Regions from separate parts of the Mus musculus genome. Here all the other regions are linked to region 4. A link is a contact called in public HiChIP or PLAC-seq and promoter capture Hi-C data. All regions are on one chromosome and are shown on one strand. The core of a region is the stretch at or near the end of the contact, and the rest is flanking DNA. Distances in the headings are between cores, read along the strand shown.

Region 1 (3,951 bases), core at 285-2,784, 660 kb before region 4:
TGGAAAACTACAGAAACCTTGTCTCTCTGAGTGAGGATCTCTCCCCTACAGAATTCCCAACCTCCTGCCCATATTTCACTCCCTCCCTTCATTAAATATTTCTCAGGAGCTTACACTTTGCAGGGAAGTCGTGGGCAGGTTCATTTTAACTGTATTTCCTTTAAAAATCTCCTTCCTTGATGGAGGATGCTTCTTACACTCTCATCGGTGGTGATTGTAGGAGTTTGTTGGCATGAAGTGTCATGAATTACAGTCCAAATCTTCCCTTTGATTCAGTCATATGTGCAAGTGAGTCTTTCATCTCCAAACTGAAGATTCTTCATGCGTACTCTACTGTAGGAAACCACTGGGGGAAAAGCTGAGCAATGTAAGCTGAAAATAATTCTATGTAAGCTGAGCAAGCCAGTAAACAGCACTCCACTATGGCCTCTGCATCAGTTCCTGCCTCCAGGTTCCTGCCCTTTTTGAGTTCCTGTCCTGTTTCCTTCAGTGATGAAGAGTGCTCTAGAAGTGTAAGCAAAACAAACCCTTTCCTCCCCAAGTTGCTTTGGTCATGGTGTTTCACAGCAATAGTAACGCTAAGACATACACCATAGTCAAACTAGAAATATCCAAAGATTAACTGAAAATCAAGAGAGAAATAAGCAAAATCAACACATATCTAGCAAAGTATGATCTCAGTTACAGAAATAATCTAATCAGAATTAGAAATTTAAAAGTGAAGCCAGAGGTTGTGGCATACACCTTTAATCCCAGCGCTTGGGAGCAGAGGCAGGTGGATTTCTTAGTTTAAAGCCGCCATGATCTACAGAGTTCCAGAACAGCCAGAGATACACAGAGAAACCCTGTCACAACAAACAAACAAACAAACAACAAGTTTCTTTAAAGTCAAAGAAAAAGACTATCAATATAGGATTCTGTATTCATCAGCGCATTCTTTCCAGAACAAAGTGGGAGTCAGGTTGCCCTGACATGCCATGATATCTAATACATATCTAACAGGGGTTTGAAGCAACTATATGGAAATGCAAAAAAACAAAAACAAAAACAAAAACAAAAAACAAAAAACAAAAAACAAAAAACAAAACAAAAACATTGTACAAAATTCTTAAGAGAATTGTCAAAAATAATCTATACAGCAAAGACCTATCATTTTTGTCCCTACTCAGCCTGGAAGTGATAACTTGCAGTGTTAATCAAGGCTGTGGGATGCCAAAAGTGGTCTGCATCCAGGTCCCTTAGACTGAGAACTACCATGGAGACAGACTTCATTCTGTCTTGGCGGGCTTTGGGTGGGGTGCCACCATCACTGGAGACCGTTTCCTATTTGCACCTCCGGTCCAGCTCTTGCCAGCCAGCCTGTTGCCCTCACCACTTGGACTCCCAGGGAGGATTATTCCTAGCCACCTCGGAACCCAAACACTCTCCGGGTCACCGCGGAACCCGGAGACCCGGGAACCCAGATACCCCGGAACGGAAGCCTGCGGAAACCGGAGACCAGAGAACCCGGACACTCTGGAACGGGACACCGCGGAAAAGATCCGTTCCGGAATCGGGACAAGGTGAGTCCGGGCTCGGCCTCCGAGCAGGGAGGTGGTTTTTGTAGATGCAGCGGTGCGGGATCGGCGGCCAGTCCCGGGTCGGGTCGAGTTCTCTAGGGCATCTGTCAGCTCGCGGCGAGGGCCCAAGGCTGGCAGCCCGATGGCGGGATACTGGGGACATCCCGACTCCCCGTGTGCCGGTCCTGCCCGAGAAAAGCCCTGAGCTGGGGTCCGCACCCACTTCTCCCCAGCGGCCTGCACCTTGGACAGTAAATTCCTACGAATTTCCCATGTCTTCACATTAAACTGTCCCCGCGTATCAAACAAATTCTTGTGCTTTTTATATTTCTGCCCCCCCCCGCCCCCGTGCACATCGGGTAGCAATGCAAAAGGACTTGTTTTGTGTTCGTGAACCGTGCGTCTGTGCAGAAAGCACTGGACAGCTATTAATTAGAATCCTAGTAAAACTTTTCACGTCACTCCTTCTCCCTAGGCACGGGCACTTTAGCACGAAAAACCTTTGGGTTGAGCTTTCCCCTGGCTGATTTCAGAGGTGATACATATGCCTTTTTTCTTTTTCTTTTTTCTTTTTTTGGTACTGGATTTCAGTACTTCTGACCTCAAGCGCAGGTACTAGGTGCTACCGGTGCCATGTCCCAGATTAGGAGTTGTTAAGGTCCCTGGGATTCTGTCCTCGGCGGATCTGTGAGCCTGCAGCCTTTAAGGCTGGTTACCAAAGGGATACAGGGACTGTTTTATTTACATATCTTGGCTACTGTAATATTATAACTGTGTCCTCATCTTGGTATATTTACTCTCTATTGTGACTTATGGGTCATACAGTAAGCCAGCTTTAACTTTTTTTTCAAGAGCTTTCACGTTATTTAAAAATTCATATACTCACCTTGCCAATAGTTCCCAAGGACTGCCCCTCCCTGTGTTTATGTTCCCTAGACCCCCCTCCCCCCTTTTGTTTTTTCTTTAATGACAGACATCTCTTCAAGTAGCCCATTCTGGCCTGGAAGTTTCCTTTTTTTTTTGGTTGATGCCTCCTGAGTGCTGGGTTAGCTTTTTGGTAAGAGCTCCCAGTCCTGGGTTTAATCGTTGTTGCAAATAAATGAGAGTCCATGCTTTGACATAGCTCCTGGAAGCATATACTAGAAACACTTCAGGACTGTACAGGGACCTGTGATTTCTAGCTTTTTTACCTCATGACTACTACCCTGTGACTGTGCTTACACGTGTGTGTATAGTTATTCACTGCCTGAGGTCTAGGGAGACTTTTCATCACCTTTGTTTCCAAAAAGTTTGGCAGTTCATATATGGATCCTTTAATGAAAGATTGGGGGGGGGGTCAGTGCCCTGCCCCCCCCCCCAACCAATTCCATGAAGTTTAAGGATGCTCTGTTTGTTCCAACAACAACAACAAAAGCCTGAAGGATTCCAAATGCTCTCTTTTTCTAGTATTCTCTCTTCTTCGGTTTACTGATACCATGGTCAACTCTGTTGTTGTGCGTTCTCTGAAATGATCAGCATGTTAGCATGTACCTGTACACGCTTGTATTTCTAGCCATTGGAATAATGCCCGAGGGACTGAGTTAAGGACCAGCTTGGCCTTCACAGGGAATACCAGGCCACCTAGGTAACATCTTAAGACCCTGTTTCAATAAACACATCAGTCAATTATCTGCGTGCAGCGTGCAGCTGAAATTATATTACTCTGAGTTCTAGTTTGAGGACCTTTCCAGGGCAGGTTTTTTTTTATACTAAGCATGATGAGACTGAAGGGAAATATATTTTACTCTTCGCATTTTTTTTCTTGTCTCTTTAAGTTTAACTTCTCAATGCTACACATATTCAGGAAATGTCAGCTATCACAAAGTGAAAATTGTCCATATGTATGATGGTTAATTGTGGTTGTCAATTTAACTGGCTTTAGACTCAATTCAGACATGAGCTGCTGGGCACAGTTCTGAGCAATTTTCTTGGCTAGCTTATTTGAAGTGGGAAGACATTCTAAATGTGGGTGGTACCTTCCGTTAGTAGCTCAATTCAAAGGAAGTCCTAGAGGAAAGCTTTCCCTTTTGCTCGTTCAGTCTTGCTGATAAGTTCATCTATTCTGTTGTGTCTCTCACTGCTGTTACCACTGCGGCTACATTCCTTTGCTGATACAAGAACCCCATTTCGTTGGGCTTCCAACATGCACTGACATTTAGTGGATCTCCAGGAAGCCTCTAGGCTTTCAGCACAAGGTTAGGACTGCAGAGGCATCCAGCTTTGCAAACTGAGGAAGGAACTGCAGGGTTCTCAGGTCTCTCAGATTGTGAAGACAGCCATTGTCATACTAACCCAGGTTGGATTGTATGTGCTGGCTAGTTTTATGTCGACTTGACACAAGATAAAGTCATCA
Region 2 (4,080 bases), core at 605-3,104, 720 kb before region 4:
TGGGTCTTGAGTGAGCACCTTGGGGTTCAGTTGCCTGTTTCCCAAGGAACAAAATACAAACTTTAGGGGCTCGGACTGCTTGCTCAGTAACAACAGATGTGAGAGTAAGATGTCGGTTCATTCCACTTGGAATCATATTACAGGTGGTTTAAATAATTTGCACCTACAAGTTGCATCTGTCCTGAAACAAAAGCATTCACACACTTTTCCCTCGAGATGTGTCTCTTGTCCTCTGTGTGTCTGTGTGAGATACACACCCCAGTACTAAAGATTGCCAGTAAATCAGACAAGCCATATTATATGGTGCTCTCATAATGCTGGAGAGATGGCTCCATGCCTAAGACCACCTGTTCCTTTCCTAGAGGGGCAGAGTTCCGATCCCAGCACCCAAGTGGTGGCTTACAACCATTTCTGTAACTGTACTTCAGAGGGTCAGAGACTTTCTTCTGGTCCCTGAAGGCCCAAGGCATGCACACGGTGCACATACATAGATGCAGGTAAAAACCACACATACGCACAAACAAAAGAAATCTGAAGGCAAGTTCTGGAGCTGGTGAGATGGCTTAAGGGGTAAAGAAACTGGCTGCTAAGTTTGATGAACTACATTCAATTTCCCAGACCCACATGGTGGAAGAAAATCAATTACACACACGTGGCAGAGAGCTCAGAGGTTAAAAAAAATCTTAAAAAAAAAAAAAAGGAATATTTCAATTAGCCAAGGCTGGCCTGCAACTGCACACCTGCAACTGCAGAACTTTGGAGTCTGAAGCAAAAGGTTTGCTGAAGGTTCAAGGCCAGCCAGGAATATATGTAGTAAGATCTTGTCTCAAAATACATACATACATACATACATACATACATACATACATACATACATACATACATAGGGCCTGGAGAGATGGCTCAGGGGTTAAGAACACTTGCCGCTCTAGAAGAGAACTCAGATTCAATTCCCAGCCCCGACATGGCGGCTCACAACCCTCTGTAACTCCGGGTCGTTGGGGATCCAAAACCTTCTCCTGGCTGCCCCAGGCACCTATGTGTTAGCCACACATGAAAGCAAACACTTATACACATAAAATAAAAAAATAAATCCTACAAACCGCTTAAACAGCAAATAAGCATATAAAGGAAGAAAAGAAGGGAAAACAAATCTGTCGGTAAATTCGGATGGCCTTTCGTTATTTAAACGTGGGGATGTCAAGGTGACAGGTTGACACACCGAGCACAGTCTCCGCGGAGGTCAGGAAAAAAGAAAAAGTTTCGACAGCGAACTCCGCCATCTACTACAGCTGGCCACCGTGGGTTACTTTTTTTTTTTTTTTTTTTTGCCACTCCGCTTTCAAATTTAAGGGCTGTCCCGACTGGGGACCCCGGGGTACAGCTTCCCCAGGGAGACCAGCCATCCTTTTGCTTCTCTGCACGACCTGGGGCGAGGCATTGCTACTGCGAGGGGCGCAGCGCGCAGAGGCTGAGGGCGGACGTGGCCCGCGAGCCCGGGCGTCCCCGGCAAGGGCGGCGCCGGCAGGACGGTGACCTTGAGCCCCACGGGGGCCCGGGAAGGCGCCGCAGCCTCGCCAGCCCTCGGTCGCCTGGGACTCGGGAGGCCGGCCCCCCGGCGTCCCCTGCCCGCCCCGGGGACCCCGCGCCCTTCGCCCCACGGCGGCCCCTCCCCGGCCGGGCCCCGGAAAGGGCGGCGCTGCTCACCGGAGCCCCGGCAGGAAGCCGCTCTGGGCGGCTGGCCGCAGCAGGCCTCCTCGCGCGAGCAACACCCGCGCCGCCATCTTGCTCCGGAGCCTGAAGCTCCTACCGCCTCGGTGTCGCTGACGCCGCCGCTACCGCGACCCCTCCCCCGGCCGGGCCGACCAGGCTGGGGCGGGGCGGGGCAGGGCGCTAGGCCGCTGTAGTGCAGGGGAGCGGCCGCTAGGGGGAGCAGCGTGGCGCCTCAGTGCTGCCGCCAGGGGGCGTGCCAAGAAGTTGCTGAAGATATCCGTAGATCCCGCGAGGGGAGTTCAGGGTCTCTGAAGTCCGAGTGAGAAAGGAACCTGGAATGTACACGGGGAGATCCACGGGAAAGGAGTAGATCTGTGCATGTGGGGAATCCAGAGTCTGATTTTATGGTTGAGGGCCACCACAAACATGAGGAAACGTGTTAAAGTTTTAGCAGCATCAGGAAAGTCGAGAACCACTGGTATAGGGGGAAGTGTATTCTGTAAGGATAATAAAAGAGCTATGGATATAAGCATAAACTTCAGCAAGATAAGAGTAGGCAAAAGCAGAACTAGATCCCGAGGAATCAGAGAAATAGGGAGCAGCCTGGGCCTCAGTTACATGCAGAGGCCAAGAGAAGGATACTCTCCAATTGGTGGCTGCCTTCCTGGTTCTGAGTTAGAAGACGGATGGGAGCTGTAATCTTGAAGCTCAGGAGTTGTGGTTTTCTTTATCTTTTAAATTTTTCTCTTCCTAGTCTATGTGCATCATCAGTGTTTTGCCTGCATGTATGTCTGTGTGAGAGTGTGGGTGGAGCCCCTGGCAATTGGAGTTGCAGGAGGTTGTGAGCTGCCATGTGGGTGCTAGGAATTGAACCCCAGGTCCTCCGGGAAGAGCAGCCAGTGCTCTTAATCGCTGAGCCATCTTTCCAGCCCCATGGGTACAGTTTTTCTAACAAGAATTTGGACAAATGACAGGGTCTGGTCTTGTGGGTGGTGGAGGAGCGGTTCAGACTGGGAGAGGCACTCCTTTGAATGTGAATGAGGCTGAGAGCGGTCCATAAAACTGTAGACCCAACTGTGGGAGGCAGATATGTGACTTGCTGCGGGCAGGGCCTCTTCAAGCGTCGGTGAGCCCTGCCTTTTTTATACAGATCCTTCATTTCTCAACTTAGCTGAGACAGGGTCTTTATGTGGCGCCCAGTCCGGCCTCAAACTGATGGTAATCTGTTTACCGCTCTTGAGTCGGGGTTGAACCTGGGAGAATGGAGCCTAAAAACGAGGCGGACTAAAGTCTCAAGCAATAGCGTTTATTCAGAGCATCAGACGATTTATACTCTGAGGGTATAGAAGAACCACAGGAGTTAGGTGTGTAATCATAAGGACAAGCCACACGTGGCAAAAAAATAATAAAAGCAGCAAGCAGTAATGAGTGATCTGGAGTGAACTCACTGCGATTCGCTACACCTGGGAGGGGTGTGAAGCACAGTCTATGAACAAGTTTTGTGTTTTGAAGAAACTGAGGTTACAAGACTCATTTGGAGTTTCTCACAAGCATTCAGAGTTCCCCTCATGCGACTCCATCCTTGGGTCCTGCCTGTTCTGACAGGAATCCTTTTGTAATCTCAGGGTAAACTCCTGGGTTGAGATTACTTGCAGAGCCGTCATAAGCTGTTTAGTTATTGGACCTCATTATTCAGACCAGGATGGCCTCAAACTCTCAATGCTCCTGCCTCTGTCTCTGCGGTGCAGGGATCATAGGTATGCAGTATTGCACTTGACTCAACTTTATAGGTTAGGAGTTTCAACTCTCTCTTGGAATGCAAACTTGGCGTTTATGCATTTCTTTGATGACTCTGCTTTTGTGCTCCTTAGCATTAGGCCATATTTTTCCTGTATTCCCCACCCCCAAACCCATTGCCATTTGGCTCTAAAGTTTCATTAGTTCTTTAGTCCAGTGCTCTCCTCCCTTCCTAAGTACTGGTGACTGTACTTAGGGCCTTGAATATGTTAGGCATGTGTTCTATTAATGAGCTTGCATCTTCAATCTATTTTTGAAATAGGTTCTACCAAGTTGCCTGGGCTTGCTGTGCTCAGCACTTAGCCTCCTGAGTGCTATATTATAAGTGTATGCCATGGGCTGGAGAGATGGCTCAGGGGTTAAGAGCACTGACTGCTCTTCTGAAGATCCTGAGTTCAAATCCCAGCACCCACATGATGGCTCACAACTATTTGCAATGAGATCTGATGCCCTCTTCTGGCTTGTCTGAAGACAGCTACAGTGAGTGTATTTAGATATAATAATAAATTAATTGATTAAAAAAATAAGTGTAGGGGGCTGGAGAGATGGCTCAGTGGTTAAGAGCACTGA
Region 3 (4,067 bases), core at 1,329-3,828, 880 kb before region 4:
GAGGACAAACTCCTTCTGCTGTGCAGGGCAGGGGAGTTCGACCCTGAGCAGTAACAGTAGGGGGCTTTTAACAGCTCGTTGAGGAATTGGGAGGAGTTGGGAGGAGAGTTGGGAGGAGTTGGGCTACAGTGCTTCTCTGCCGGGTGTCCTTGGTAAAATTACAATGATCGCATCTCTAGTTGTAAGGTATAGAAACAAAAAGGCTTTTTGCTGGCTGTAGAGAACAAAGAGCTTCTTGCTGGCTGTATTTTTAGAGATCAGGGAAAACAAGCTTGAGGAACATCCGGGGGCTTTACCTTCCAGGGAGAAACGCTCTAAGTTCTCTAAGTTGGGGCCTCACAGAACCAATCACATGAGCAAACACAGGTGACTTTAAATAAAGTCAGGAAGGGCAATGGGAGAATGGGAGAGCATGGGCTCCAGTGGTTCCATCCCTCCAGGGATGGAGGAGCTGGATGGGCAGAGACAGCGCTCTTTCCAAAGCACCATGGTTCCAGGACAGCCAAGGCTATACAGAGAAACCCTGTCTCGAAAAACAAAACAAAACAAAAAAGCACCATGGAAGGGAACTGAGGTCACTCTCCCCCCATGAAGCAGCAGAGTAGAGTGATTCTGGTTGAAAGACCCACAACGTGAGGATTCCCCCACGTTCTGACTCAGGAGAGGCGACACCCCAAATCAGTCTTTTTTTTGTTTTGTTTTGTTTTGTTTTGTTTTTGTTTTTGTTTTTTTTCGAGACAGGGTTTCTCTGTGTAGCCCTGGCTGTCCTGGAACTTACTTTGTAGACTAGGCTGGCCTCGAACTCAGAAATCCGCCTGCCTCTGCCTCCCAAGTGCTGAGATTAAAGGCGTGTGCCACCACCACCCGGCTATGAGTAACGGTCTTGATGCAAACTGCAAGAGGTTTATTCGGGAAAGACCAGTGCACTGGGGACGACTTGTATCCCACGCAGGGGTAGAGGAGTTGAACATGAGCTCAAGGGGTGAGGGGTTTAGGGGTTTATAAAGGCAAAAACCGAAAACACCTGGCAAAAACTGCAAACACCTGGCATCCTGGAACAATGGGGCAAGTTCTCTATTTTTCACTCTCTCTCAAGATCTTTCATGGTTTTCCTCTGGACAGACAGGTGCACATCCTTGGGACAGGCTGATAACTCTTTGACTTCCATTGTCCTTGTCACAGATAGTTCCCCAGGGGTAACAGAGCTGAAAATGGTTTTCACGGACTGTCACCAGTGATCGCTTTCCCACTGCCACAGAACAACTATGATAAGATCTCCTTTCATACACAGTGCCTGACAAGGTGGCAGAGGAAAACTCTTCCCCCATTCCCCTGGGCATTTGGTGGGGAGGAGAGTCCCCTGTTTCTCCATCAGATGGCCTACTGCTACTCTGTAGGACTATATGACCTCATGGGCAATGTGTAGGAATGGTCTTCATCCACATTACGAGGACAAGAGTGTTTTCCAGGAAGCATCATGGATTGACACTGCAGATATCTCTGCCAATCAATGGGCTCAGGTCACCAACATCCTCTGTGGTGAGAGCTTATGGGACCACAAGCCTCTGTGGCCACAGTTGAGGAGACTTCTAGATTCAATGATTCTCAACTTTCCTAATGCTGCAACCCTTTTATACAGTTCTGGATACTGGAATGTGGGCATCTCTGCATTTGAGCAGTCTTACGTGGAAAAGAGCAGTAACTCAGTCCCTAAATCACAGTCTGAAACCCACAGGTTGAGGACAACAGCTTTAGAGGCCTGTTCTTTGATATGCAGATGATCTTACTGGCTAGTATTAAGTCAGGATGGTCTTCTTTTATTATGGAAATAGCGCTTAATTGAAGACGAGCCTTGGTAAATATGAGCAGAAAATTTCTCTGCAACAGAAACTTGAATTATGTACAGAATTTTCTTTCTCATAGTTTCTTTTTTTTTTAAGATTTATTTATTTATTATATGTAAGTACACTGTAGTTGTCTTCAGACACACCAGAAGAGGGTGTCAAATCTCGTTATGGGTGGTTGTGAGCCACTTTGTGGTTGCTGGGATTTGAACTCCGGATCTTTTGAAGAGCAGTCAGTGCTCTTCTCCGCTGAGCCATCTCATCAGCCCCTTTTTCATAGTTTCTAATAAGCTCGGCTAGTTCACTATCTTCCAGACATGTTGGGAGCAGAGCTCCTTTAGCGAAATTCTGCTTATGTAATTTAATATTTCCAAACACGTTTATTAGTAAATTCTTTATAACAGAAAAACAGAGTTTTTCCTGCGTGACCAGTACTAGGAGGCTGAGACGTGAGAACAGCGAGATCCAAGGCAACATCCGTTACCGGAGGCATTGTCCCAAAACAAAACAGAGAAGGGTTAAGTAAACAGCCCAAGAGCAGACCCCAGTAAGCCCCTAATCCAGTTTACTTGAGAGGCTAAGGCAGGAGACAGTGAAAATCAAGGTCAGTCAGGTTGTGGAGTAGGCCAGCCGGCCATCGGAAGCAAAAACCTAACCTCCACCATTGAATCGGAGGACAAAATTTGAGAGTGCAACCCCAGGAACTTCCGGTTAGCCTTAGCTCCTCCTCGCCAACTTCGTAACTTCCGGGCCTAGGACGCTGAGTCCAGGCTCTGCCCATTACTGATATCTCCTTTGTCCAATAACCTTTAGCGCCCGAGCTTTTCCTGATTTCTTATTGGTTGCCCGGTGAGGTACCGCCTCCACCCTTCCTCTCTCCTTGGTAGAAATTGCTGGACGCTTCTGTACGTTTCGCAGTTTGTCTTCGCTGATCGGTGAGACTTCGAGCAGTTAGGATGCCGCGTGGAAGCCGAAGCCGCACTTCCCGGGTGACTCCTCCGGCCAGGTGAGACCCTCGGGGCCGGGAACCGAGCGCGGGCCGCCAGGGCAAGGTTCTGTAGCCTGAGGGCTGCGAAGGCGACCGGTGAAGAGACGGAGCGAGCGGTCGGGAAGGGATCCGCTGGTGGGGCGGACTTCCTGAGAACAGGGACATGGTCGGTGCACTCGGGGAGAGGACTCTGAAACGTGACCTTTTCCCTAGACAGGCTGGGGGAAGGGCTGTCGAGGGCGTAGTATACAAGGAGGCGAGGAAAGAAAGATGCGTGGTAAACTCTTGGCCAGGGGTGGGGGTGGGGTGGTTTTTGTATTTTCTTTGTTCTACTCACTGCGTTTTTGAGTCTCAGGTTAGCCTTGAACTTTATGGCCTCGCTTGGCCTTCCTTGATTTTCCTGACTCCGCTTCCTTAGGGCTGGGATTGCCGGCTTTAAAGATTTTCTTTTCTTTTATTTATTTATTTTTTTAAGGAAAAAGAAACAAAGAAAATTGCGGGCTGTGTGTAGAGGGCCGAAAATTTAAAGCTATGTCTTTCCATCACTTGGGTCCAAGATGTCTACCATTTTGTGGTAAACGATCTATTGAGCTACCTTGCCGGCCGACCTAAAAAACAAATAGGAAATTGTTGACACCCCTCCCCCCAGTCCAGATTCTGAGGTCCCTCCTTGGGGTAATAAAATCGTAGAAAACTAAAATTGTGCTCATACTGGGAGTGAACCTCGGGAGTGCATGTTGTAGCGCATGCGTCATCTGTCATCAAGATAGTCCCTTGTGCCTCCTTCTCCCGGAAGGCAAGCGGGGGTTGCAACCAGTTCAAGGCTAGCAAGGCTACCCATAGAGAGATTCCTGTCCAGAACCCCCCCAAAAATATGAGTCAAAGTTGCAGCTCAGGCAGGTCACTTTCCCTAGATTTTTCTTTTTGGATTGGCGTGGTGGTTTGTTGTTTCCTTGAAAGGGGTTTTCACTATGGCCCTGGCTGGCCTTGAACTCCAAAGAGGCTGCCCGCCTCTGCCTCCCAAGGACTGGGATTAAAGGTATGGGCTACCAGACCTTGCCCACGGCACCCTAACCCGGCCCCCACTTTTTTTTTTTTTTTTAAGATTTTTTTTTTCTTAGTTTATTTTATGGGCTGGCGAGATGGCTCAGCAGGTAAGAGCACTGACTGTTCTTTGGAAGGTCCTGAGTTCAAGTCCTGGCAATCACATGGTGGCTCACAACCATCTGTAATGA
Region 4 (4,138 bases), core at 1,561-4,060:
TATCCAAGCCTGTAAACCCAGAAGGATCACACATTCAAGGCCAGTGTGGGCTACAGAGAAAATTCAAGGCCAGCCTGAGCAACTGATGAGACCCTGTCTAAGAACTGAAAACTATAGAGAGAGCTGGGGGTACAGCTCAGTGGTGAAGTGTTCACCCAGCATGAATAAGGGCCAGCACTAGGGGAAAAAAAAAACCCAATAGTTTACAATATGCGTGGGTAGCATGTCTCAGATGTGAAGCCCAACTTTAAGATCACTTAGTAGTAGGGGCTGGAGAGATGGCTCAGCGGTTAAGAGCACTGACTAATCTTCCAAAGGCCCTAAGTTCAATTCCCAACAACCACATGGTGGCCCACAACCATCTGTAATGGGATCTGATGCTCTCTTCTTACCATAAGACAGCTATGATGTATTCATATATGTAAATAATATAAATAAATATATTTTTTAAAAAAAGATCACTTTGTAGTTGTTTCATTCTCTTGGTCCCCACAGTGTCTCCATGCTACCTGGATTTTTTTTTTTTTAGCATGTTTTCCCATTGAAACAATACAGAACTAGATTGTTGTTGTTGTTGTTGAAACAGGGTCTCACACTATGTAGTCTGTGTTGGCTCAATTTTGTATCATTCCTGCTTCAGCCTCCAGATCCTGTAACTACAGGTAGGAGCCACACTCAGAATAGAAATGTAACCTTCAACCTGCTTTTGTTCCCAGACATAGTATGACATGTCTGAGATCCCAGCATTTAGAAGGCTAATGCAGGAGGGTCAGAAGTTCATGTCATCCTCAGCTACATGGGGGTGGGGGGGGGGGGAGGTTTGAGGCCAGCCTGGAGACTTTGTCTCAAAGAAACAAAGCAAAACAAGACTGCCCTCACGACCTAAAGCCTTCTATCTTTAGAGTTTAAATGTTTTTTATAAATTATATACATGCTTGGCCGGGAGATGGTGGCACACACCTTTAATCCCAGCACTCAGGAGAGGTAGAAAGGTGGATCTCTGTGAGTTCAAGACCAGCCTGGTCTACAGCTCTAGTTCCAGGACAGCCAGGAATACACAAAGACAACCCTGTCTGGAAAAAGACAAATCCAAAACCAAAATAAAAGACGACAATAAAAACAAAACAGAAAACAAACAAACAAACAAAAAGTTCTCTTCTCCCTCCATCTTTCCTTCCCTCCTTCCTTCCTTTTTTCTTCTCAGATCTGCCTTGCTGCCTGAAGCATTAGTCCTAGACCGTGTCCAACTCGGTTCATATTTGGGGAACACCAACATAAGGATAGGCTCCCGTGCAAATTTGTGACACAGTACTGGTAAGTGTGCCCCATCTTGCAGAGACTTAGCTCACACGCTAAGAATGAAAGCCACCGGCCGGTGAGATGGCTCGGCAGTTAGAAGTATTTCCCACCAAGCCTGGCCTGAGTTCTGTCTCAGGAACCTACATAGTTGAAAAGAACCAAATCCTGAAAGTTGTTCTCTCATCTCTACATGTGTGCTACCCATAAGTAAATGTGTGTGTGTGTGTGTGTGCGTGTGTGTGTGTGAGAGAGAGAGAGAGAGAGAGAGAGAGAGAGAGAGAGGAAGTTGGATAGGGTAACTTTCCCTCACAGTTGGAGCCTGTCATGGTAGGAGAGTTATGTCAGCGGGTTGAGGTATCTGGTCACATGGCATCCACAGTCAGGAAGCAGAAAGTGATGGATGCTGGCACTCAGCTCACTGCCTCCTCTTTTTGAATCAGGACCCCAGAACGTGGGATGGTGCTGCCCACAGTTAAGAAGAGTTTCCCCTTGTCAATTTCCCTAATCTAGACAATCCCTCCTAAAGGAGCCCAGAGGCTTCTCTCTTTGGTGACAATCAAATTTTACCATCACTGGGGTATTGGCTCTCTAGGAGGGGCACACCTCTGGTCTTCCCCACTCTCTACCCTATGCACACCTCTGTGCTGGTGTTAGGTGTTAATCGGTCTCCTTTCCTGGGTTGTTATTTGACTGTGAAATGTCTTTGCAGACTCCTGTGTTGGAATACTTGTTTCTCAGCTGGTGGCAGGCTTTTGGGAGGTTGTGGGACTTTTAGGAAGGGTGGTCTCACTGTAGAAAGTGAGTGGCTGACAATCTACCCTCGAGGGCTCTAGCCTGGACCACACCTGTCATGTCTGCCTTGGCCTCCTGTCCCTCCAAAATGTGAAGGGTTAAGGTTAATGTCCCCTCTTCCCCCCCTCCCCCAACATTGGCGGCCATCTGCAGCCATAACTTTTCTGACACAATGAACTTTAGCCCCTGAGACCATGAGCCAATATAAATCCTTCCTCCCTTACTTAGCTTTTGATGGGTAGACTGCCACAGTGACCAGAAAAGCAACCGCTTTGCCTGATTCTCCCACCAGAACTGCATCCAGGGTGGGACCTGCAGGTTTTCTTTGAGGACCCAGGTGTGGAGCTCTCAGGGTTAGGTGATCAATCGGTGAGCCTACCTTATTCTAATTCCTTTGCTGTCAGTGTGTGCTGTAATGGTGAATTTAGAATTTTGCTTTTTCCGCTGTTGGGCTTTAAATCTAGGGCATGGTGGGCAAAGGCTAACCACTGACCTATAGCCCCAGCTCTCGAAAGTTTTAAGTAAACAAAACGAGCGAAAGTGCAGAAACCAGCAAGGATGGACAGTGTGTTAACTAGTCAAGCCACGCAGCGAGAGGACTTTAGGCCAGGCCCCGCCCCTAGATGGAACCACACCCACTTCCCCACCCCTCGCGACGACCCGCCCAGGTGCCTTGGGTCCCGCGGGAGGGGGTGGGGCAGGCGCAAGCGCAGAGAGCGCGGGCGCGGTTGCCGTGGCAGCGCCTGCCCGAGGGAGGGCGGCGGCGCGGGGCCAGGACCCCGGCAGGCAGAGGCGGCGACGCGGCCACCGGAGAGTGTGCGGCGGGGCAGCTGAGCGGCGGGTGCCCCGCCCTGCTGGCCGGTGGGGATGCGGGACCGGCTGCCCGACCTCACGGCGGTGAGCAGAAAGCCGCATAGCGGTCTGAGCCGGCGGGCGAGCTGTTGTGGGTCGGGCAAAAACCCCAGGAAGAACCTGGGGAGTTGGGGTGGAGAGACGCAAGGAGGGGAGTCCAGAAGCAAGACCTTAGGAGGAGTCTGAGTAGGGGGACGGAGGGGAGTCCAGGAGGGGAACCTGGGGAGGGAGCTCCGAGGAGGAACGCCCCTGGAGGCAACTGGGCAGCGTCTCTAGGAGGGAATCTAATAAGAGGGTTCTAGGAGCCCCGGGGCCTCCAGAGGCTTCGGTGTCTCCAGGGATGGCAGGGCGTAGTCTTCAGGAAGGATCCAGGCAGCCTCCTAGCAGGGTCCCAGGGAGCTTTCGGTTCTTCAAGAGTCACAAGATGCACAAGAGGAACCCAATCGGTGTTTCTGAGCAGAGTCTCAGGGAAAGGGCTCTGGGGTCCTTGGCGTCTTCAGGGGTGTTAGGGTGGGGCTTCAGGAGCATTCTTGGGAGGTCTCCAGGAGACCCTGGTCAGGGCTGCATGCAAGTCGATTCTTGCGACAAGGCTCCTGGTCTTCCTTGGGTTCCAAGGGTCACAGTTTGTTGGGACTCCAGGAATGGGCTGTGGGAGAGGTTCGGGGCCGGTGCTGGGAGCATCTTACAGGGCACTTCTGGGCACAGATGCTGGTAGGTGTCTGAGGTGAGTCCTCTCCGCCTGCCCTGGCACTACTCCTGTGTACCGATGTTTGGGTCGGAGTCCTCTTGGCCACCTGACAGGGTTGATTTCAGTGGGTGAGAGTGTGGCTCAGGGTTTTAGGCAAGGAGCAAGGGCTGCGCTTGGGCTGATGTTGGACTGCCTGCCTGTTTTTTTTTTTTTTTTTTTTTTTTTGCAAGGCTCTTATCACAGCCTCTCCAACTGCCTGCCCCACCCTGGATGATACCCTTTCTAACTGCTTTATTTCATGGCCTGATACAGAATGCTGTGCTGAGTCTCTCACAGACACCCCACACAAACCTGGAGCTCAGGGGCTAGGTACCTGCTTCGGTCAGCACTACCCACTGGGGGCCAGAACTGTATTTACGTTTTAACACAGGCTTTTAGTCACTAGTGAGCATTTTGAGAAGAGAAAAGCTGAGCTTTTTAACGGGGAGTGTGTATACAGTATATCTG
Region 5 (3,994 bases), core at 348-2,847, 750 kb before region 4:
GGGGGATCACTGGCATCACCAACCTGGTCTATTCTACAGCCAGAGCCACAAAGCAAGACTGTCTCAAAAAACAAAACAGGAAATAAAGGCATGTGTATGTTTGAAAGTTACATCTAACATATAAGGTTTACAAATCACGAAGAGAGAGAAACATTTTCCTAATAAAACAGTTCTCGGGCCTAAGGCATGGCTCAGTGGGTAAAAGGTGCTTGCTGCAAAATTCTGGCCATTTGAGTTCAATCCCTGGAACTTACGATAGAACTCTCTCAAAAGTTGTCTTCTAACCCCTGCATGCATGTGTGCTGTGGCTTGAGGGCACCAGGCACCCAAACCACACACACCCCACATATACCACACACACACATACACACAAACACACACGACACACACACATACACAGGAATACACACTGAGTTCCTTTTCACAGATGACGTGGGAAGAAAGACCCGAAAGGTTCATGGGTATTTGAAGCAATATGAAGAGGGGGATGTTGCTTTAAAAGGGTGTGAATGTTTAGTCTCCTTGCTGAGAATGTAGGCAGAGGGGAAAGACATGGCTCAGGGAGACACAGGTAGCTGCCACTGTTGGCTCGTTAAGTAGGGAAGGCATATGAGGTTTGGGGGTTTTACTGGTTTGTTTCACTAGTGCTAGGAATGGAGCCAGGGATTTGCACTATGTAAGCCCTGGCCTGTGCCACCACCACCCAGAAAGATTTGCACATTTGAGCTAAGTACTCTTTCTACCCCAGGGCATTTTGCTTCATTTTATTTTAAATGATAGGGTCTTGTGTATCTCAGCTCCGTTCCTGAGGAGGACTTAAAGTCCTGCTTCTCCTGCCTCCGCCTCCTGAGTGTTGGGGTCACAGGTGTGCAGCGACATGTCCTGGGTTACCCAAGATGAGACTGAATGTAAAGCTCCAGGCACACTAGGCAAGCTGTCTGCCAAATGAGCCCCAGCCCTTGCTTCCACTGCCCGAAATGTAACTAGTGTAAATGATTTAAAAAAAATATATATGGGGCTGGCGAGATGGCTCAGTGGTTAAGAGCGCCGACTGCTCTACCGAAGGTCCCGAGTTCAAATCCCAGCAACCACATGGTGGCTCACAACCATCTGTAACAAAATCTGATGCCCTCTTCTGGAGTATCTGAGGACAGCTACAGTGTACTTACATATAATAAATAAATAAATCTTTAAAAAATATATGTATATATATATATATATATATATATATATATATATATATACACACACATATACATACATACACACACACACATACACACACACATATATATATAACTGAGCCAAATAGATCAAAAAATGTGTCCAACTACAAAATCAGCTGAAAGTATGTTACATGCCTGAAAACTTCAGCACTTGAGAGGCAGAGACAGGAGGATCAATATAGTGAGGCCCTGGCTCAACAAACAAACAAACAACACCCCCACCCCCAAAACCAACAACAAAACCCCTCAGGTTCCGTAGGAGAGGCGTGGAGGATTACGTTTGGCAGAGGTCACACAGGCATCCCAACAACAAGGCCGTTGTTCCCCAGTTGTAAACGCCTCCTGGCAGTTCTCCTAGATGCTGCTTTGTGAGTTTGCACATTTCGGCACAGCAAAATGGGAAGGACCAACCAGGCATGCTGGGTCTGGCCGAGTGCTACTACAAAGGGTCTCAGTTTTCATCACCGCTTGGAGCACACAAGCCCGGGCAGAGGTGGAGGAGGTGGCCCCACCGTTGAACTGGTTACAGCAGCCTGCTGTGACAGAGCAGTGACCTGCACAGGTGCACGCTGAATTTGCCCCAGAGGAAATCTGATAGATATGCGATTTGCGATTATGATTGGATGGAGAGCAGTTTCCAGTTCTACCATTAATTCTGTGGGCCATAGGCTCTGAGCTCAGCTCCCCCCACACCCCCAGTCGTACAAGGCCTTCTTTGTTGTGTCAGGGGTGAATATGAATGAGGCAGGAACTGTACTGGCATCTTTCATGCCTTTCCAATTGTAGACTGGCTGGAAGCAGCCAGCAAGTACTTCTCCCAGGGGTGACGCCCATGCAGAGATACAATAGGCTGGGTACCCAGAGCGACAGCAGTGTTACATAGCTCCCGCGTGGGGTGCCAGTTTTCAATCTGTGAAAACGGTTTCTATACGCAGAGAAAGTTAAGGAATTGTTTGCAGTTTGTCTTTGTATTAAGTAATACAAGCCCTTGTAGCTAGGTATAGTGGGATAGACTTGCAAACTTAGCACTCTGGGGCCTGAGGCAGGGGAATCTGGGGCTCCAGGCAAGAACAGGCTCTGAAGCAAGATACTGTAACAACAACAACAACAAAAAAAGAAGCAAGTGGACCTGGTGGTGTATGTCTGTGATGCCTGTGATCCCAGCAAAGTAGGAGGAACAGGATTTCGAGGCCTGCCTTGTTGAGGCCAGACTGCTCGGGCAGCATGAGACCCTGTCTCAACAGGGCCAGTGGGACTGCTTGGTGTTTGCCAGGCAAGTCTGGTTCGATCTTCAGAGTTCACATACAGGTGGAGAGAACCCACTCCACGAGATAGTCTTCTACACATATGCCCCAAAACACACACACACACACACACACCCAAACCCAAACCCAAACCCAAACATTTTTCAGGGGTTAGAGCCATGGTTTAGTTAAGTGCATTTACTGCTATTAAAGAGGACCTGGTTCTTAGCACCCATGTCGGGTTGCTTACAACTACCTGTAATTCCAGTTCCAGGAGACCCAACACTATTTTCTGGCCTTTGAAGGCACATGCAAGTATGCACTGCACATACCTACATTCAGGCTCTCGTGCACACACACACACACACACACAGATAGAGGGGAACAGGGGGGGGAGGGAGGGAGAGAGAGAGAGAGAGAGAGAGAGAGAGAAAGAATACTAAAGAGGAAAGAGTGGCAAGGATGACTGTCACAGCTCAGCAAGTAAAGGCTCTTGCTGTCAACCATCAACCCTGATAACCTGACAACCTGTTCTCTCCTTCCTGACCTCAGGAAGGAGAGATCAGGTTCTTGCAGGATGTCCCCTGGCCTCCTCACACACACACCATGACATGTGCACTCATAGACAGACACACAGATACATTTTCTTTCTTTGTGTGTTCGAGATGGGGCTTCTCTGTGTTAACATCCCTGACTGTCCTGGAGCTCGCCTTGTAGACCAGACTGGCCTCGAGTTTACAGGGATCCACCCTCCTCTGCCTCCAGAGCACTGTGGGATTAAAGGCATGTGCCACCACACCACCTCTGGCCATTTTTTTTTTCCCGAGACAGGGTTTCTCTGTGTAGTCCAGGCTGTCCTGGAACTCACTCTGTAGACCAGGCTGGCCTCGAACTCAGAAATCCGTCTGCCTCTACCCTCCAAGTGACATTTTTTTTTAAAGGGTAAGGAATTGAAGGAGCTCATTTGGTAGAGGGCTTGCCTAGAACGCACAAGGTCCTAGGGGGTCCATCCCCAGCACCACAGAACAGTAGACGAGCTCACACAGCCCTGTAATCCTAGCACAGGTTTTTATAAGAACCCTAGGGAGTAAGATGTCCTCTGCTGTATTAATGCATTAATGCCGCAGTCAGCGTTAATAAGTATTAGGCTAGGATGGACAACCCTGGTTTAGGTAAATTGTTAACTCGAGTAATGCATTAGGGAATGAAACGAATGCCTTGGAAATCGCTTTGGCTCCGGATGTGACCTGTGGCAGTCAGTAAATAGTGAGCATATCTCTCTGTTGAAGACAGCAATTCTTGGACTGCTGATGTCAGGGCTGTAGGAATTACACAAGAAGTGTGAAAACACTTCAGAGGCTGTGAGCAGAACTCAGGTGACCTGTGGACGGGTCACTCACTCGTCCAAATGAATCCAACCATTACGATTCTGAGGACTGTGCAGGCAAAGGCAAGCATCCCCCTGAATCTCTGGAATTCCGCTCGCTGCCGCTGCTGCTCTTGTGGAATGGGGTATCCCTTCCT
Region 6 (3,823 bases), core at 160-2,659, 900 kb before region 4:
TTTTGGTTCTGTCAACTCGACATAAACTAGAGTCATCTGGAAAGATACCTCTATTGTAAGACTGGTCAGAGACAAGTCAGTGCGGGGATTTTTCTCAACGCTCAGCTCACTGTGGGCGGTATCACCCGGGGCTGATAGTCCTGGGAGGTACAAGAAAGGTAACTGAACATGAACCTCTGGGAACTGTGCTTCCGGTTCCTGCCTCTGGGTTCCTGCCCTGACTTCAGGAAGGGCTGTAAGCTTTAAGGTGAAACAACCCCTTTCCTGCCCAAGTTGCAAGCAAAAGTTCACGGTGTTTATTACAGCAATTGGAAGCAAACAAGGAGGAGGGGCAGTTTTGTTTTGGGACAGTGCCTCAAAGAGTGTTCCTGGTTGGCCTCCAATTCCAGCGGTCTCCTGAGCACAGAGGCTGGAGATGGATTACAGGTGTGAGCCACCCTGCCAAGATGGATTTCCTCGGACATTTCCCTATATTTCCAATGTAGACTTTTCTCACACAATTGCAAACTTCCAAACGGTGGAGACTTTCACCAGCAGCCGGGAAACCCCTGGGTCGGGGATCGGGAGCCAGCACAGTTATGATTAACGCTGGGAAGTCTCAGAAGCAGATGACAGGTGAATATGGTGGCCAGACCTGTCATCTCAGGACTAGAGAAGCTGAGGCTTGCTACACACCATGGAATCCTGGGCTACGGGCATCATCAATAAAACAAAACCACACAGCAGGGAATCATGGCCCATGCTTGAAACTTTAGCATTTTAAGGTAAACGCTGGAGGGGTGATGAGTTCGAGGTCAGTTTAGGAGACAGTGTCAGAAATGAGAAGAAAAGGAAAGGAAAAGAGAAGAGAGTAAAAAAAGAATTGGACATTGTGGCTCATGTCTTAGCATCCCAGCCCATCCATGGAAGCTGGATGCAGGACAATCTGGAGTCCAAGGTAATCCTCTGCTACACACTGAGTTCGAGGCCGACCTGAGATATACATTCTACTCCCTACCCAACACCAATGGGCTCCGCCTGCCCATACCCGCTCAAGCGTGGCGTGTGCTCAGGCCAGGCGTGTGCGCGGCCGCGGTTGCAGCTGGCGCTGGCGCCGCTTGCGCTGCCCGTTGAGCAGTATCTGCGCCACCTTGCGCTCGTGGCCGCCGGGCACCGGGTAGTTGGTGCGTAGCTGCTGCTCGCGCCGCGTCCGGCCCTTGCTGCGTCCAGCCCCAGAGGCCGGGAAGTCACGCAGGTAGTAGTAATCCAGGCAGTCGTACACCTCCTCTTCGAAGCCGACGGTGGGCAGCGCCTCCGGCGGCGGCGGGCGGGCTCGAGTCCTTGGGCCGGAGACAGAAGGACGAGTTGGAGGGTCCATCGCCGATGCGCTCCGCCCGCCGCCGCCGCTGGTCACTCCGCCGGAATGCCCCACCCAGTGCTCCTATTGGCTCCGCTGTAGGGAGCGCTCTGTGACCTCACAGGGGGCGTGGCTTCCATGCTTCTTTGTTCCAGATGCGGAATTGTGTTTCTTCGCGGGGTCCGAATTGTAAATAAGTATAATAAACCTGGTTTCGCTGGTTAAAACCTGAAGGGACGGAATTGGGGAATGTGACTCAGTAGAGTGCTAGCATGCACAAAGGCCTGGGTTCCATCCCCATCACTGTATAAGTCAGGTGTGGTTGTGCACACACCTATAATCCTAACACTGCGATAAAAGACGAGGAGCTCTGGCCAAATGAATTTGCTAGCCTAGTTTGGGTTCATTTGTGCAAAAAGAAAACTGGCTTGCTGAATTGCTTTAACTTTGTTCTTGTGACAAGAAAATTCTCTTCACGACATTACTATTTCATTGTTATAACCAAATGTTTGGCAATAATCTGTTTAGGGAAGGTTATTTTTTTGGCTCATCGTTTGAGAATACAATCAGCTAAGACACGGTGGGCAGGATCTTGAGGCTACTTATTCAATCTGCATTCGTCCATTAGGAAGCAAAGAAAGGGGAATTCTAGCATCTTGCTTGTGTTTTTTTTTTTTTTTTTTTTTTGGTACCCCCCCCCCTCCATTTTTATTCAAGTTCCCAGCCTACTGATGATGCAGCTACATTCAAGGTGGGTTGTCTCTCTCCAATCTATAATCTCTGGAAATTCCCTCAACAAATCTACACAAAGGCATGCTTCATAAGTTAAGAAGACAGACTTACTAAACATCACAAGTAGCATGTTAGAGCCAAGGGGCTGGAGAGGGTTTAGTGGTTATGATCTTGCAGAGGATCTGGGTTCTACTCCCAACACTCACATGGTAGCTCAAAACTGTCTACATCTCCAGTCCCAGGGGACCTGAAGCCCTTTTCTGGCTTCCTGGGGCATACATACAAGCAGGCAAAACACTCATTCACACAAATAAATGCATGTAAATGTAAAAGTAATGTGTGTGCACATGGATGTTGTGAGACCCTGGCTTAAAGCATTTCTCCCTGAAAGGTAAACCCCTAAAACATTTCCCCAAGCTTGTTTTCCCTGATCTTTAAAAATACAGCTAGAAAGAAGCTCTTTGTTCTCTATAGCCAGCAAAAGGCTTTTTTGTTTCTATACTGTACAACCAGAGATGCCGGCCTTCCTGTGCCGAGGACACAGAGATAAAAATTCAGAAAGAACTCACTCCCCACTCCTGTCTTGTCACCAAGGACACCCGGAAGAGAAGAACTCCTCCCAACTCCTCCCAATTCCTCAGCTAGCTGTTAAAAGCCCCCTACTGTCACCTCTGGGGTCGAACTCCCCTGCCCTGCGAGGCTCCAGGGGTTCGTCCTCAGCTAGCTGATAATAAAACCTCTTGCAGCTTGCATCAGGTGTGGTTTTCTCTCGGGATGGTGGGGTGTTGGCCAGTTCATCCCAGGACTTGAATGGAGGCCCAGCATCCGGGGCCTTACAATGTCAGAGGATAGTTTTTGGAAATCTATTCTCTCCTCCCACCCAGTGGGTCCTGTGGGTTGAACTCAAAACCTCAAGCTTGGTAACACCCACCTTTATCTGATGAACTATCTGAATGGCCCCCACATGATTGTTTTAAAGAAAGACAATCATTAATAGATCTCATCCTTAAAGCAACACGGATATCGGACTTAACAAAGTATCTTGAGGATTAATCCCAGGGTCTCAAACGTACTAAGCACTACCACTTTGCTAATCCTCAGGCCAACAAAGTTTATCAATTTATCAGTGTACAACAGTAATTTTAGCATTTAGGAAGAAGCAAAGGCAGGCAGGACTCTGTGAATTCAAGGCCAGCTTTGTTTACATAGTAAGCGCCAGGCCAGCAAGGACTACATAAATGAGCCTACCTCTCAAAACAAATAAACATAATGATGTTAGTTAGACTCAGTGGGGTCGTGGTGGTGGTGGTAGTAGTGCTAGTATAAGCCTGTAGTGCTAGCTCTCAAGTGGTTGACACAGAAGGGTTACCTCAAGTTCCAGGCTAGTCTGGACTGCAAGGTGAAATCTTGTTTCCAAAAAAAAAAAAAGGACAATCCTTCACACATATACTCAAACCCCAAGAATGCTGACTGACAAAACTAAAGTAAAACATGGACAGAGAGTTAAAGATGGAGCATACTTATAATCCCAGCACTCGGGAGGGAAAGGCAAGTGGATGTCTGTGAGTTCAAGGTCAGCCTGGTCTGGTCTAGAGAGTTCTAGGACATCCAGGGCTACACAGTGGAAGTCCTGTCTGGAAACAAAACAAAACAAAAACTAACAAACAACAAAAAGCTAAAGGAAGTCCAATGTATGAGCATCTGTGAGGTCCATGCCAGCCAGGACGACATGGGGAGGCTGTCTCAAAAACCGCA

The links. Promoter capture Hi-C pulls out the DNA fragments that hold promoters and counts their contacts. HiChIP or PLAC-seq counts read pairs in DNA pulled down with a chosen protein or histone mark. Capture Hi-C pulls out chosen DNA fragments and counts their contacts.
Region 1: a contact with region 4 is called in an H3K4me3 HiChIP or PLAC-seq map of bone marrow-derived macrophages, with 4 times the contacts expected there. The contact joins the promoter of Zfp11 here to the promoter of Stx2 in region 4. A contact is called at or near these places in 3 of 39 promoter capture datasets (the SN4741 cell line, cranial neural crest and stem cell-derived epiblast-like cells) and 7 of 115 datasets of contacts at active chromatin or transcription factors (bone marrow-derived macrophages, embryonic forebrain, extraembryonic endoderm stem cells and 4 more).
Region 2: a promoter capture Hi-C map of adipose tissue shows a contact between it and region 4. The contact joins the promoter of Nipsnap2 here to the promoter of Stx2 in region 4. A contact is called at or near these places in 6 of 39 promoter capture datasets (the HPC-7 cell line, cranial neural crest, embryonic stem cells and 3 more), 2 of 15 datasets of contacts at CTCF or cohesin (large pre-B cells and pro-B cells), 13 of 484 Hi-C or Micro-C datasets (CD8 T cells, the G1E-ER4 cell line, Th1 cells and 6 more), 9 of 115 datasets of contacts at active chromatin or transcription factors (the 230-238 cell line, embryonic forebrain, extraembryonic endoderm stem cells and 5 more) and 1 of 9 other capture datasets (adipose tissue).
Region 3: a promoter capture Hi-C map of embryonic stem cells shows a contact between it and region 4, with 2.7 times the contacts expected there. The contact joins the promoter of Chchd2 here to the promoter of Stx2 in region 4. A contact is called at or near these places in 4 of 39 promoter capture datasets (embryonic stem cells and hippocampal neurons), 1 of 484 Hi-C or Micro-C datasets (CD4 T cells), 4 of 115 datasets of contacts at active chromatin or transcription factors (embryonic stem cells, large pre-B cells and pancreatic cancer cells) and 2 of 9 other capture datasets (adipose tissue and liver).
Region 5: an H3K4me3 HiChIP or PLAC-seq map of embryonic forebrain shows a contact between it and region 4, with 6 times the contacts expected there. The contact joins the enhancer-like site here to the promoter of Stx2 in region 4. A contact is called at or near these places in 3 of 39 promoter capture datasets (the HPC-7 cell line, cranial neural crest and maxillary cranial neural crest) and 4 of 115 datasets of contacts at active chromatin or transcription factors (astrocytes, embryonic forebrain, fetal liver and 1 more).
Region 6: a contact with region 4 is called in a promoter capture Hi-C map of liver, with 4 times the contacts expected there. The contact joins the promoter of Nupr1l here to the promoter of Stx2 in region 4. A contact is called at or near these places in 7 of 39 promoter capture datasets (the 3T3-L1 cell line, cranial neural crest, hematopoietic stem and progenitor cells and 4 more), 8 of 115 datasets of contacts at active chromatin or transcription factors (cardiomyocytes, embryonic forebrain, embryonic stem cells and 3 more) and 3 of 9 other capture datasets (adipose tissue, embryonic stem cells and liver).

What each region holds. Positions count from the first base shown.
Region 1 is chr5:129,667,671-129,671,621 of GRCm38.p6, reverse strand. It overlaps Zfp11 (zinc finger protein 11), which reads left to right and starts at 1,534. Exons shown (of 3, transcript NM_172462.4): 1 at 1,534-1,562.
Region 2 is chr5:129,722,849-129,726,928 of GRCm38.p6, reverse strand. It overlaps Nipsnap2 (nipsnap homolog 2), which reads right to left and starts at 1,854. Exons shown (of 10, transcript NM_008095.4): 1 at 1,708-1,854. The coding sequence starts at 1,784.
Region 3 is chr5:129,885,981-129,890,047 of GRCm38.p6, reverse strand. It overlaps Chchd2 (coiled-coil-helix-coiled-coil-helix domain containing 2), which reads left to right and starts at 2,578. Exons shown (of 4, transcript NM_024166.6): 1 at 2,578-2,850. The coding sequence starts at 2,801.
Region 4 is chr5:129,007,244-129,011,381 of GRCm38.p6, reverse strand. Stx2 (syntaxin 2) reads left to right here and starts at 2,810. Exons shown (of 11, transcript NM_007941.3): 1 at 2,810-2,988. The coding sequence starts at 2,959.
Region 5 is chr5:129,760,049-129,764,042 of GRCm38.p6, reverse strand. No RefSeq gene overlaps it. Among named protein-coding and RNA genes, the nearest start is that of Psph, 25 kb to the left of the region's middle. Within about 2 kb of position 1,597, at least 88 of the 459 cell types and tissues checked have an H3K27ac peak or open chromatin away from gene starts, as enhancers often do. A contact at or near this core is called in astrocytes and embryonic forebrain, where this site is marked.
Region 6 is chr5:129,906,126-129,909,948 of GRCm38.p6, reverse strand. It overlaps Nupr1l (nuclear protein transcriptional regulator 1 like), which reads right to left and starts at 1,409. Exons shown (of 3, transcript NM_026916.3): 1 at 1,028-1,409. The coding sequence starts at 1,357. The coding sequence ends at 1,049. It also overlaps a transcript of Zbed5 not described here.